Linked DNA regions of Pan troglodytes: region 1 is linked to region 2. Evidence: chromatin contacts called from public Hi-C data. All regions are on one chromosome and are shown on one strand. The core of a region is the stretch at or near the end of the contact, and the rest is flanking DNA. Distances in the headings are between cores, read along the strand shown.

The links. Hi-C and Micro-C count contacts between places; a contact is called where the count stands out from the background.
Region 1: a contact with region 2 is called in a Hi-C map of stem cell-derived neural progenitor cells, with 5 times the contacts expected there. The contact joins the enhancer-like site here to the promoter of IGF1R in region 2. A contact is called at or near these places in 1 of 7 Hi-C or Micro-C datasets (stem cell-derived neural progenitor cells), 1 of 1 datasets of contacts at active chromatin or transcription factors (stem cell-derived excitatory neurons) and 1 of 1 other capture datasets (stem cell-derived neural stem cells).

Annotation. Positions count from the first base shown.
Region 1 is chr16:90,716,133-90,723,205 of NHGRI_mPanTro3-v2.0_pri, forward strand. It overlaps IGF1R (insulin like growth factor 1 receptor), which reads left to right. Exons shown (of 21, transcript XM_016927495.3): 5 at 697-841. Among named protein-coding and RNA genes, the nearest start is that of PGPEP1L, 69 kb to the right of the region's middle. Within about 2 kb of position 1,804, at least 4 of the 24 cell types and tissues checked have an H3K27ac peak or open chromatin away from gene starts, as enhancers often do. A contact at or near this core is called in stem cell-derived neural progenitor cells and stem cell-derived neural stem cells, where this site is marked.
Region 2 is chr16:90,462,785-90,469,827 of NHGRI_mPanTro3-v2.0_pri, forward strand. It overlaps IGF1R (insulin like growth factor 1 receptor), which reads left to right and starts at 4,366. Exons shown (of 21, transcript XM_016927495.3): 1 at 4,366-4,459. The coding sequence starts at 4,366. LOC129137170 (collagen alpha-1(I) chain-like) reads right to left here and starts at 3,852. Exons shown (of 1, transcript XM_054667171.2): 1 at 623-3,852. The coding sequence starts at 3,852. The coding sequence ends at 2,032.

The DNA.
Region 1 (7,073 bases), core at 554-3,053, 250 kb after region 2:
ATTGGTTTTTGTTTACTATGAGAAAAAGGTAGACTAAACAAGATGAAACCTGTTGTTTGCATATTATGTTTGTACATCTTTATTAGCAACTATTTTTCCAACTATTTTCTAGTTATAAAAGCAATACATAAATAGTATAGAAAACTTAGCAATGCAGAAATGAATTTTTAAAAATCCCTCATAGATAGCCATTGTTAACATTTTGGTGTATTTTCTTCGAGTCTTAGTAAAATGGAACCTTTCAATATAGATCCCTGTATCTTAGGAATTAGAAAGACAGCAAAGGCAGTTCCTAATGAGATGGAGAAGATGTTGATTTAGTCATGCCCTTGTACTGTGGAGGCCATCCTGTCTGTTCACAGAGCATGTTAAAAGACGTTCCCTACATTCGTCAGCCTTAGCTAATTGGCAGTCTGGTATTTATGATTTTATGTTTTGTTAATCAGCTTGGGAGCTGCAGTACCCCCCAGCCTCCTAGAAACTTGGCTTCCCCTGCCTGGGAGGCCTCGTTCCAGGAGTCGTTGTTGAGAGTCAACCCAGGGAAGTGTGTTTTTGTCAGGGAGCGGCCAGTCCTGTGCTGGGAGCATCTCAGGGGGCACCTGCCGTTGAATTGTTCTCACTTGTGTTTGTAAGAATCCAAGTATGTCACCCTTACACCAAGTGAGCACACAGTGACACAATCCCCTTTCCATGTAGATAACATTGCTTCAGAGCTGGAGAACTTCATGGGGCTCATCGAGGTGGTGACGGGCTACGTGAAGATCCGCCATTCTCATGCCTTGGTCTCCTTGTCCTTCCTAAAAAACCTTCGCCTCATCTTAGGAGAGGAGCAGCTAGAAGGGTAAGTGCCCCAAATTTCGTGAGCTGACGTTCTATTACAAAATAAGCAGCGTGCTTATGAAACTGTGTTGCTGAGGTAAGAGCCCTCCCTGCCTTGTTAAATAGAAGAAAGGAGGAAGCCGCAGTATGGCCTGTGCTGCTCGAGTAGGTCTTGGGTAGAGTCCTGATTCTCCATTCTTAGGAGGTTGCTGTTTTGGAAAACAGAGATGTTTTCACCCTTACTGGATTTTGCCTCATCAGTCAAGGGTTGCGTGTCTGACTGTGACCAGTGAGACGGCAGACAGGGGTGCACTTAGGGCTTTTCTGCCAAGAGTGACAGCAGTTGGTCTGGAGTGCTCACCTCCCTGTGAAATCATTGTTCGCGCGACCCTCATCTGCCTCAGGATGCTGTACTCTACTACGCACAACTGCTCCGTCTTTTAAGATATTGGAAGTGAGAGCGTTGGAGGAGCATGGGCGGTTCGTTTTGTTAGAAAGAAACCCGGATTCACGAGATTCTTTTTATTGATTAGTTTACAGGATTTGCACCATTGATAGAGTTTTTGCCTTGGCACAGGCCTGCTTTGTGATAGGGGTTTTAAAATAACTGTGGGCTTTTCACTGGAGGATAAAAGCCAGTGCTTATTGCATGCACAATTGCTTTCCAGCCGTCAGCCTGTGTGTACCTTTGCATATGTACTTTTCTCTTTAAACTCTCCCTTTTAAATACGACTCTTGCCAGGCTTTAAGTGAATGCTTCAAAATAAAAGGAGTTATCAATTAAAGAGTGAATTCCTTCTAAAGAGAATTTGGGAAAATAATTTAGGAAAAGAAGAGGCGAGAAGGTCATGGGAAAGGTTGTCTTTGCTGATTTATCTGCCCCAACTGGATAAAGTTACTGCATAAGGGTTTCTTTACAGCCTCCCTGTTTTTCTCAGACTAACTCTTGGTCAGTCTTAAATTCTTAAAATTCCATCATCTGATAGAGCTAACGAGAGCGGGCAGCTCTTCATTCCATCCTTGAAAAGCACAGTGCCCTCCCCACTGGGGAACACCAATCCTTAAAAAACTTCTTTCTCATTGCAAATCGAAGGAGGCTGCCGCTGCACCCAGCCCCAGACTCCTCAGTCACTTACCTGGCAAGCTGAGGCCCTGCCAGTTTAAGGTGATGATTATTGTTTCTTGTATTAAATTTTAAAATGAATTTTTCTTTCTTTTTTTTTTTTTTTTCTAAGTAGGTTTATGTTTCTGGAATCTCGGGTGTCTGTGAGCTCTTCTTCAGCAGATCAGTAGCTGTCCAATTTTCTTGTTGCTTAATGATATACTTTTTTTTTCTAGACTAAGCAAATGATAGACATAGAGGTGAATGCTGAGAGGAGAGTTTAATTAATTTCCATTAGGAATTATTATGTGGTTACCTTTTCATGGAGTGTTAACTAAGTATTGTGCACTTAAATGTAGTTAGAAATTAAAGCCTGATTTTTATTTGCAAGAATATTTATGATGTCTTTCTCATTATCTGAAACTTGCATAAAACCTGAAGCATCAGCAAAATCTTTTTAAGGTTGCGTGCTCAGCTGTTTGGGAGGCTTTCCAGGTAAGCCTGGGCCCCTGGCCTGCTCTTAACCATTTTAGATGCAGGGGAGGGCAAGTGGGCCTTGGGTTTTCCCTGCTGCTGCTGCTCCCCAGTAGTCCTGCAGCTCCAAGGATGCTGGCTCCAGCCTTTCATTCCTGCGTGCAGCTTCTAAGAGGCTCTTTCTTGAGCTTGGGCTCTTAAGAATCTTTTACCTCCCGATGGGAAGTTTTCTCTCATCCTGTCTCCCTGGCCCATGACCACAAAGGTATAGCCCATCCTCACGATGATGAGCTCCCCAAGAGCTCTGTTTGCTTCAGGTGTTGAGACCGCTAGCAACACCTCAGCTGTTCATTTCTCCTTAGACTCAGGGACAGAGTTAGATCTGGCCCCTTCACTAGCTGCCCTCACTTCTGCAAGAAGGGAAGAGTCAGAGCGAGAAAGAGAAGGACGGGATACGATAGTCAGATAAACATCAGCAGTGCAAAGCAGAACTCGCACAGTGATACAAGGGAAAGAAAGAAATGTGCCCTAGGCATGGAGAAGAGCCAGATACCTGAGAAGATCAGACAGGCTTCTGACAAGAGGTGGCATTTGAGATGGGCCTTGAAGGCTTTCGGGAAAAACTTGGGGAAAGCAGAGGATTGAAGTGAAGAAAGGCAATTCAAGGTAGGGTGGCAGGAGCAAAGGCAACGAGTTGGGGCATCCTGGGGCCTGTTGGGCAACTAACACTGGAGAGGTGGGTGGTACTAGAGTTACGTAAGATGTTTTGCACGCAGGTATAAAGGGTTATAATTTAGGAAGACCATGGAACGTATTCAAGGCTTTTGAATAGAGGAGTGTTAGCAGAGCTGTCTGAAATTTTTATTTCGGTGTGCTTTTGGTTTAAGCCAAGATAGCTTTTATCTCAGTGTTTCTCAAACTTTGCTACACATTATGGAATCATTGGGGGTGGGGGCAGGGGTGGAGTTGAGAAATCCTGATGTCCAAGTTGCACCCCCACCCCAATTCAATAGGAGCGTTTGGAGTTAGGATCCAGGAATCAGTGCTTGTCTAAAGATCCCTAGGCACTTCAGCAGGCAGCAAAGATTGGAAACCACTGCTTTATCCCTTCATTTCTTCCCATGTGCATATCACAAAGCACTTTGACGGTTTTTTTCCTAAATATTTTCCGCTCACTCTGCTGCCTGATGTTTGAGAGGTTCACCCATGTTGTTAACACGTGTCACACTATTTTCTTGAACTTTTTTTTTTTTTTTTTTTTGAGATGGAATCTTGCTGTGTCGCCCAGGCTGGAGTGTAGTGGCGCTGTCTCGGCTCACTGCACCCTCTGCCTCCTGGGTTCAAGCGATTCTCCTGCCTCAGCCTCCTGAATAGCTGGGATTACTGGCACACACCACCACGCCCGGCTTATTTTTGTACTTTTAGTAGGGACGGACTTTCACCGTGTTGTTCAGGCTGGTCTCAAACTCCTGACCTTGTGATCCGCCCGCCTCAGCCTCCCAGTGTGCTGGGATTACAGGCTTGAGCCACCACGCCCGGCCTTCTTGAACTTCTTTTTATAGCCAGTGATAACATAAATGTTTCCATTTGGTTCAATAGGATGAAAGTTCTGTTCTGTAGCCTTTTGTTTTTGATGGAGAACAGAACAATTCAAGGTACAGAGATCCTTCAACTCTGACAACCTTGGCTTTCCAAAATGTCACTGAGATCCCCCTCAAAAAGTCTCCTGAGCCATCCAGAACAGAAAATTCAAGCATTTTACCTAGAGTAGAGCTCTTATTCCTCACTCAGAGCCTGTTGCCTTTTATATCGCACTCGGCGTGAGCTGATTTTGTAACCCAGTTACAAAAGCCATAGCCATGGTTTCCTCAAGGACACCATAGGGTGTATTTCTAGAGTAATGACCTTAGACATTAAGAAAATCAAGACCGCTCTGCTGTTTACAAAGGAAACGGGTTTTGTAATCCACATGTACACAATTTTTATAAAATAGCTAATTTTTAAGCTCTTGAGTAAGAGAATATTTTCACTATCTGGAAAATCCCCTTGTTTGGACAACCTTGTTTCCTGATGGCATCAGATAAATAAGGAGTTAAAGTTTCACATTCTTTGGTGCTACCAAGGATTGTTGCCTTGAAAAGAAGAAGGAAAAAGTAGATGGAGGGTGGTGAGTTAAAAGAATTGAAATTCGCGGATGGGCATTTCTATGCTTTTGTTCCTGCCACTCGACTTTGCAACACGCAGTGCTTTGTAATACCTTCTTGGAGCTCAAAGGTCAGGCTGAAACATGGCCGCTTTTTCACATTTCCCTGGGACTTTTGGAAAATATACACTCAACCCTGTGACCTAGCAATTCCGGGATCCACCCAAGAGAAATGAAAACATGCCCACACAAGACTTGTGTATGAATGTTGGTAGCAGTATTACTCATAATAGCCTCCCGGGACTCCCCCGACCCCCAGCCCAAAAGAAAGACCCACTGGAAACCATTCAGATGTTCATCAGCAGATGAGTGGATAGAAAGATAAATGGATAAATGAAATGTGGCACAAAGGACAACTGACTACTCAACAATAAAAAGACGTGAAGTATGACACGTGTTACAACATGGGTGAACCTCTGAAACATTAGGCTAAGTGAAAAGAAAAAATCCAGACACAAAAGACTACATATTATATGACTCATTCGTATGTAATTTGCAGAAAAGGCAAAACTATAGAGACAGAAAGCAGACCAGGGATGGCTGCAAGGAAGAGGTGGAGATTGACCACCAATGGGAATGAGGGAACTCTTCAATGATGGAAGTGTTCTGGAACTGAGTAGCGGTGGTGGTTGGACAGTTGTGTAAATTTACGGAAGCTCATGGAACGATGGGTGAATTTTTTTTTTTTTTTTTTTGAGACGGAGTCTCGCTCTGTCGCCCAGGCTGCAGTGCAGTGGCGCTATCTCGGCTCACTGCAAGCTCCGCCTCTGGGTTCACACCATTCCCCTGCCTCAGCCTCCCGAGTAGCTGGGACTACAGGCGTTCACCACCACGCCCGGCTAATTTTTTTGTATTTTTAGTAGAGACAGGGTTTCACCATGTTAGCCAGGATGGTCTCGATCTTCTGACCTCGTGATCTGCCTGCCTCGGCCTCTGAAAGTGCTGGGATTACAGGTGTGAGCCACTGTGCCCGGCCTGATGGGTGAATATTTAATAGGCGGGTTATACTTCAGAAGTAAAGCTATTTTTAAGAAACACCTAAAAAAACAAAAGGAAACATTTTCTGAATATCTGTATGGTGCCTGGTTCCACCTAGATAGACATATCCACCCTTGCTGAACCCCTAAGGTTGATGTAAATATTGGATGTGGGGGAGAGTGGACATGATATAAACCAGCCCGTTTGCAGATGGATTGGTGGGAGCATCTGCAGAAAGGCAAAAAAGGCCAAATACTCCTATCAGTTGCAGATGGCTCTGTTGCTGATGACAGCCTGTGTCCTGGGTTCTGATGCCCCCTAGAGACAGCCGTGAAGAGGCAATTTTCTCCTCGAAGAAAGGAACTGGAATGATTGGTTGTATAATTGCAGAATTGTTTTCAGTATGTCAGCAAGCACTGAAAATGGGGAAACTGTCCCTTCCTACCTCTGTAGGCTGGAGATCTCGGGTTCAGCTCCATTTATCAGGGCACAGGACCTTCCTGTTCTGAGACTTTGTTCCAGGGGACTTTCACACTTCAGAGAGTAGCACAGGTCATCCTGCACTTTTGTGGGGTGATTAAAAGCTCACGGTATCCTTTTATGTTTAGCCCATCCAATTCTTCCAACTGGCCTCGGCCAGAAAAGCAAGGAAGACACCCCCAGTTTATAGCTGAGAGACTCCAGCCTGGGAGAGCTGAATAAATCTTTTGCCCAGAGGTGTTCCTCAGTAAATGCTGGAGATGAGGCTCAGACCTGACCTTTGGATTCCCAGATGGAGTGCTCTGAACCGTGTACCTGGGGCTGTCTTCACCACTCAAATATCGATAGAGATAACATAGAGATGTCCTCAGGAAGATAACCAACTGTTCCCATCCTGTGTGGTCTACAGATTGGGAGATAGGGCCTACCCAAGTGTAGAAACAAACATTTTTTACAACATAGAGAAGGCTGAGAACCAGGATACCAATATTAATAAAATCTGGATATCATAGAGCATATGGAAGCTAAAGAAAAATAAGTAACTGGTCAGGTGTGGTGGCTCACACCTGTAATCCCAGCACTTTGGAAGACCATGGCAAGGCATTGCTTGAGCCCAGGAGTTTGAGACCAGCCAGGGCAACATGGTGAGATACCAGCACTTAAAAAAAAAAAAAAGAAAAGAAAAATTAACCAAGCATGGTGGGGCATACCTATGGTCCCAGCTACTTGGGAGGCTGAGGTAGGTGGGTAGCTTGAGCCTGGGAAGTTGAGGCTGCAGTGCTCTGTCGTTGCACCACTGCATCCCAACCTGGATTACAGAGTGAGACCCTGTCTCAAGGGGAAAAAAAAAAAAAACCTAATTTTTAACAGCATTCTCTGAATGTAAAGGCAGTAAGCTAAGAAACAATTAGGAAATCACATTTACTGAGTAATTTACTTAAGTAATCTTTTTCTTCAGGAAACAATGATAACTTCAGCGTATGCGTATTTTAAACATGTGCAGACAGGTCTCTGCCT
Region 2 (7,043 bases), core at 3,116-5,615:
AACACATTTCCAAATTACAATGGAAACCCATGTGCCTGTGGGCTTCTCATCCTCTCCAAAGGAATTCACATCCTTCATTAATTCTTTTGCTAAAACAAAAGCAAAACAAAGGAAAAATATTTATTATTTTATTATTTAAAGCAAGGGATTTCTATAAAAAATTTTCTGTAACTTTTAAAGTTTTCCTTGCTTTTAAGAGCTTTATCAAAATGGTGTTACGCTGTGTGCGTTTTTGATATTTGTATATTTTTACTCAGTGTGTTTCAAAGATCTGCCTATGTTGTGTGGGGCTGTAGTTTATTCACTTTTGCCGCTAACATTCCTTTCTGCGAATATATCACAATATACTGTATTACTTGATACTTGTCAATTGTTGTGCTGTTTCTCACGTTTGCACTTGATGTATATGATATACATTACATTTTTTGGGGAGTCTGGTACATTTAGCAGAATAATTTGAGATGAAACTGTTATCAAGTAAACGGCGTTTTTAAAAAATGAAAACAAGCAATCAGTTTCTGCTCCAAAAGAGGGAGAACCTATAAGATACCTGAGTAAAATGGTATAAAATAAAAAGTGTGGTGCATTGTCAATGTGGGTATAAAGCAAAGACTCCAATTAATTTTTGTCTACATGATTTTATTTCAAGGTTGAAAAAATAAGTTTGACTTGTGTATGTAAAATATAATCATTGAAGAAATACAAATCACCTCCTTTGTCCATGTGGTCAAGTTAGAGCGTAAAGACAACCTAAATTTTTGTTCCTTTCTTTCCCCTAAATATTAAGCTATATAATGATACATCTCCCACTTCACTGTTTAAAATAACTTAATACGATTGATTTCCTACTACTTCAGGAAAACACAAACATTTAAAAAATTGACAAATAAAAATCATTTTAGTAAAAAAAACACATAAAAACAAATAAATCCTACAACCCCTACAACAACCTGTATACATTTAAAAATTCTATAGATCTCTTTATGTTCTTGGGGACAAATAAACAGGCATATTTATTACTAATACTAAAAATACATTGGGTAGTATTTGAAGATTTTATATTAGCACTAGCCTTTTAAAAATCAGCTCTAAATTTTTGTCTTACAAGTATGTATTAAAAATTCTGAAATCAAGTATAATGAAATTATATATCAATATTCCTTTGCATTTAACTCCAGAGTGGATCTGCAGGAATCAAGACCAACCTCATGCAGAGAACTTAAGAAATATTTAAAAATTAGTAGACTGGACTTTAATTCTTCATGTGTAGTGCCTAATTTTTAAATAATACATTTTAAGTTTAAGATTCTAATAAATTTCTTTCACTGTTAAATCTAGGAACATCCAAAACTGAAACTCTTTATTTAAAAATCAAGCTGAATTTCAGTTAAACAAAACCATCCCATCATATGAATAACTTTCTTAGGTAAAACAAGGTTTATTTTCTTTCTATACAACTGACTCTGAATTGAGCTAGAAATTTCCAAGGAGGAAAATGATCTAGGAAACAACTTTAGAAAAAAAAGGGCTAAGTTTCCGTTATGATAGCTTTTGACTTGTTTTCAGCTCTTAATTTAAAAAATTATTTACGAACGATGGATACACGTTCTAACGCAGAAGTATTTTAGAATTAGAGAGTAATAAAAGAAACCTACTACCTTCCTTTACATCAGGTCCCTTCTTACCATCCTACCCGATTGTTTGAGACAACCACTTCTTATCTCGACAATTCACAACTCTTTTATTAGCTATCTTAAAAAAATTTATTACTGGCATCAATTAGCCTGAGTCATGAAACCGGACCACATTAAGGGCGACACATGGTCCAATCACTGTTTGTAAAAGTCCACGTATTTCAAATTCCTCTCTCCTGCCACTGCTGGGCTGTTTCCCTCTTTGAGGACCTGGTCTCCGCAGCATTTATTCATTAGATGGCAGTCCTAAGGAAGTCTCGCTTTGGGGAAACCTCTCCTCCTGCACATTCAAGAAAACCACCGCGGAGACTTAGGATCGGTACTGGTTTCCAGTCACTTACGTAGCAAACGAAGCAAGAGGAACGTGCCTGGGAGGACCCGAGACAGGTGCGGGTGGGTTTCCGCAGTAGCCGCTGATCCCGAGTGCATGCGGCGTGTTCCCGGGTCGGGACCGCAGCCAAGGGAGGCTTCCCGGCCCCAGCCTCCACCCCCTCCTCGGGGCCCCGGGACCCAGACACGCCCCCCCAGCTCCGGAGCCCCGCAGCGTGCACGCGCCCCGGCCGCTCCCCGCAGCCGCCCACGTGGTGGAGCCCTGAGCCGCGCGAGGCCGCAGAGAGCGCTCAGGGCGGGCGGCGGGTCCGGGAGGCCACGCCAGCGCGACCCAGCCGAGTCGGCCCCCAGCCCGGGCCCCCACATTTCCTCCCCCGGAGGGAGGGAGGCGACTCTCCGCGGGCTGCCCTCCCCAGCGCCCGCCGCGCCCTCTGGCGGCCGCCGCGGGGACGCGCCCGGGGCTCGCGGGGCTGCCTGTCTGGGCCCCCCTTCCGGGGCGCGGGGCCCGCGAGGGGCGGCGGGGTCCTCTCTCCTCGAGCCACTCCGGGCCGAGCCACACGGGCCGCGCCCTTCCCCCTCCGCTCCCCGCGAGCCCCCAAACTCCGGGCTCCACGGTCGCAACGCCGCGGGCACCCCAGCCTGGCGTGAAAGTGCCCGGCGTAGTAGCCTGGTGGGGGGGGGTCCCCTTTCTCCCAGGTGCGCCCCTTCCGCCACGTTCGGGCTTTCCAGTACGCAGCGAAAAAAATGCCGCATGCACGCACTTATTTATTTTGCAACAGCTGCAAGAAACAATGAAGCTTTTCAAGAACCGGGGAAACGCGCTTTCCAGCCGCGCTGTTGTTGTTTTCAATGAACCTCTCCCAGCCCCGCACTCCCCGCCCACCCCTCCCCTCTCCTGCCTACCCCTCCCCTGCCTAGCCTTTCTCTGCCTACCCACCCCTGCCCCGCCGAGACCGGACCGGCGGCGGGGGCATTGTTTTTGGAGTCGGGCGGGAGGGGAGGGCGCTTGCGGGGTGGCCGGCGCAGTGCGGTGGGGGCGGGAGCGGGTGGGCACGCGCGCGTGTCTCTGTGTGCGCGCGGGAGGCGGCGGGGCGGGAGATGGGGGCGGCGCCTCGCAGTCTCGCGCCCCACGCCCGGGCTCCGCTCCGCACGTCTTGGGGAACCCGGGCTCCGGTTTTTTGCGCGCGCCGGCCTGGGCCGGGCCCTCGGCGCGCCGCTGCTGCGGCGGTGGCCGCTCGAGTGTGCGAGCGGGCGCGTGTGCGCGGGCCAGGGCGCGCGCGCGCGCGAGCCCCCAGTGTGTGGCAGCGGCGGCGGCGGCGCGGCGAGGCTGGGGCTCTTGTTTACCAGCATTAACTCTGCTGAGCGGAAAAAAAAAGGGAAAAAACCCGAGGAGGAGCGAGCGCACCAGGCGAACTCGAGAGAGGCGGGAGAGCGAGAGGGACGCCGCCAGCGAGCCTGCCCGCGGCCGGCGCTCGCAGACCCTCGGCCCCGCTCCCCGGATCCCCCCGCGCCCTCCACGCCCCTCCCGCGCGGGGGCAGCTCCACGGCGCGCCTCGCCTCGGCTGTGACCTTCAGCGAGCCGGAGCCCCCGCGCAGAGCCGGCGGCGGCGGGCGGGGGCCGGGCGGGGGCCGGCGCGGGGCGGGCGGCGGCGCAGAGCCGGGCGGCGCGGCGGGAGTGCTGAGCGCGGCGCGGCCGGCCCGCCGCTTTGTGTGTGTCCTGGATTTGGGAAGGAGCTCGCCGCGGCGGCGGCGGCGCTGAGGGAGGAGGCGGCGGCGAGCGGAGCCAGGAGGAGGAGGAGGAGGAGGAGGAGGAGGGGGAGCCGCTCATTCATTTTGACTCCGCGTTTCTGCCCCTCGCCGGCCTCGCCTGTGACCCGGACTTCGGGGCGATCTTGCGAACTGCGTCGCGCCCTCCCGCAGCGGAGGCTCGGGCGTCCGGCCGTCTCCCGCGCGGCCAGGGCCGGGCTTGTTTTTCCTCGCCGAGGCAGATTTGGGCTTTGCCCCCTTTCTTTGCAGTTTTCCCCCCTTCCTGCCTCTCCGGGTTTGAAAATGGAGGCCGACGACGCCGACAGCCCGCCCCGGCGCGCCTCGGGTTCCCGACTCCGCCGAGCCCTGGGCCGCTGCTGCCGGCGCTGAGGGGCCGCCCCGCGCCGCCCGCCCCGTCCGCGCACCCGGAGGGCCCCGGCGGCGCCGCCTTCGGAGTATTGTTTCCTTCGCCCTTGTTTTTGGAGGGGGAGCGAAGACTGAGTTTGAGACTTGTTTCCTTTCATTTCCTTTTTTTCTTTTCTTTTTTTTTTTTTTTTTTTTTTGAGAAAGGGGAATTTCGTCCCAAATAAAAGGAATGAAGTCTGGCTCCGGAGGAGGGTCCCCGACCTCGCTGTGGGGGCTCCTGTTTCTCTCCGCCGCGCTCTCGCTCTGGCCGACGAGTGGAGAAAGTGAGTATGTGCCCGCCGCCCGCGGCCACTGCGGGAACTTTTCCTCCGAGGGGCTGCGCCCTGTTTGCGAAACCCGAGTTGCCACCGTCGCAGCTGTCGGGCCCCCCGGCTCGGGAGCGGCGGGGTGGGGCGCGGGGCGGCTCTGCCGGGAGGGAGGCTGCAGCGGACCCGGGTCCCGGGCTCGTTCGTCTGGAGCCCCGCGGGCCCTGGCTCCGCGCATCCCCGCGCGGGAAGGGCCTGAGGGGCTTTCTCTTTCTCCGTCCTGACAGCCCAGCCGTGTCCCCCGGCTAGGCGCGAGGGCTCGGTAGGGAAGTTGGTGCCGGGGCGGGCTCCGCGGTTCCCGGGCCCCGCGACCCGCACCTCGCCCCTTCCGTGCGCACGAGCCTCTCCGCACACGGCGCTGATCCCCTGCGGCGCGCAGGCAGCAGCGACAGCACCCTGGGCCGCACCGCGTCTCCGCTGCTGGGGCTGACCGGGCAGTGGGGAGCGGGCAGCCGCCCGGCCCGCGGGGTGCGAGTTGCCCTCGCGGGGGGAGGTGCCCTGCGGAGAGGCCCCGAAGCCCCAGGACACGTCTCCAAGCGCCCGGCGCTGCCTGCCGTCGCCCAACGTGCTTTTGCCCCTCGGGCTCCTCGAGTTCCTGGCCTTGCCCGTCACTTTGGCCCGCTCCTCGTTGGGTTACCTGCCCCCGGCGTCCCGGGGCTGGGCGGTGGGGTGAGGGGAAGCGCTCTCTGGGCAGCCCCCCGGGAAGTGCGAGGCCGGGAGTCTTCCTCAGCTTGTCTCTTTCGGGGAGCGCCACTGGGTCCCCAGTTCAGAGGGCTCTGGGATGGTCTCCCAGTTTCTCCCGGGCCGGGGGATGGAGGGGTAGTAGGGCCGCATCCGAGTGTGCGTTGGTGGGTGTGTGGTCGGAGCCGACGTGCATTCCGACACACGTGCTCGCAGCGCGGGGTGTAGTCGCCGCCTCACGGGGACACCTAGACGCCCGTCCCTGGCGAGAGGTGTCGTACGCTGTGGTTTCAGCTCCAGGGTCTGCGGCGGCGGGGGGAGGGTGTTGTGTTTTGCGAGCGCGGAGCCCTGGCCTTGGTTTTGTTGTGGTCGGCGTCGTGTCGCCCTCTCTTCTGCCGCCCCGCACTTCCTTTGTACGTAGTTAATAAGCAGTATCGCTGCACATTCGCTATCTTTTGCAATCTGATAGCTTTTGTTTTGGTGGTGTCGGGTGGGGGTTAGTAGGGAGGCGCGGGGATGCGGGGAGTGAGAACTCCCCCCGGTGTCTACGGCCGGAGGAGGTGGGGGTTTTATTCTTCTCAGAAAATTGAAAGTGTGGCTTACTGGTACATTCAAGATGGTAGGGTAATTTGAACACGATTAAAAGTTTAAATGTCGCAGAACTGGGACTGGGAACGGTGAGGGCGTGTTGGTGAGTAATGGTTGCCGAGGGTATGCAGGTGGTGCCGATTAACTTTGAAAAAATCACGACTGAGCCTTCAAGAGTGAGGCGGAGAAGTAGGAGGCAGCGGAGGTTGTATGGCCCCATCACTGGGGCAATTCAGAAAGGCTGTTTCTATAAACAAATCCTTAAACGTCTCGTAAGAAATGAGTCCGCGACGGAACGAGAGCAGATCGTGGTTCGCGTGTTTACTGCCGAGTGGGACGCGGACTGGGGCCGGACCTTCCACAGATCTGGGCTCTCCTGCTCTTTGTTTTCTAAACTTTCAGCGGACTCGATTGGGCGAAAGCCTTCCGGCTCCCTTTACTAAGTGGTTTAGGTGGTGGTTGGGGGGACAAAGGAGGGTTTTTATCTTTAAAAGGTAAGTACGGTTTAGAAGACACGGGAGAAATAATCCATTTTGTTATGTTATGCAGTTGAACTGGATAGCTTCTCTAGGTTTGTGTTTTTAATGTTCTGAAATTCAAAATAGCAGGGATGGCCTTCGCCGACGCAGGAGTCGGGCATTTTAAAATAGGCTGTTTTTCTTTTGGAGCGTTCTTCTGGAAGGATATTCTTTGTGCAAGACGGCGATTTTTGAGAACACAGGCAGGAGGGGAGGGGGTGTTGTAATGTATGTTTTTACTCCATGATACCAAAGCTTCCCCCCAGGATCCCTTTACAGTGGTTAGTTCCTGGAAGCCTGATGGGTGGTCAGAAGGCACCCCAAATCTCGATTATGGTTTGCTGAAGTCTTGACTGACTCAGTACCTGCCCCTCCCTCCATCTCTGAAATGTGGAGGATTAAAAGCTATGCCTGTGAACGGGCGTTCAGTTTTTAGCCGGGAAGGTGCTAGACCACTTAACTCTGATAGAAATAAGCTGCTGAGCCCTATCAGGGAGGGCGTTCTTTCAGCTGTTGTCTGGTAGAGAAATAAAGACAGGGTGTTGGTTCAGTTGCAGGTATTTTGCTGGCGTATTGAGAGATTAGAGTTTCCTCTTTGAGTGTGATGGCAGTAGAAAGAGTGTTGTTTATCTTAGAAAACTTAGTTTCTGAAGCAGAGGCAGTCATAAGGATGTGTTTGTTTTGTATCACCATAATGTGAACAGAGCATCTAAATGAAGGAGGTTCGGAGGTTCTGAGTGATAGCCAGATAATCT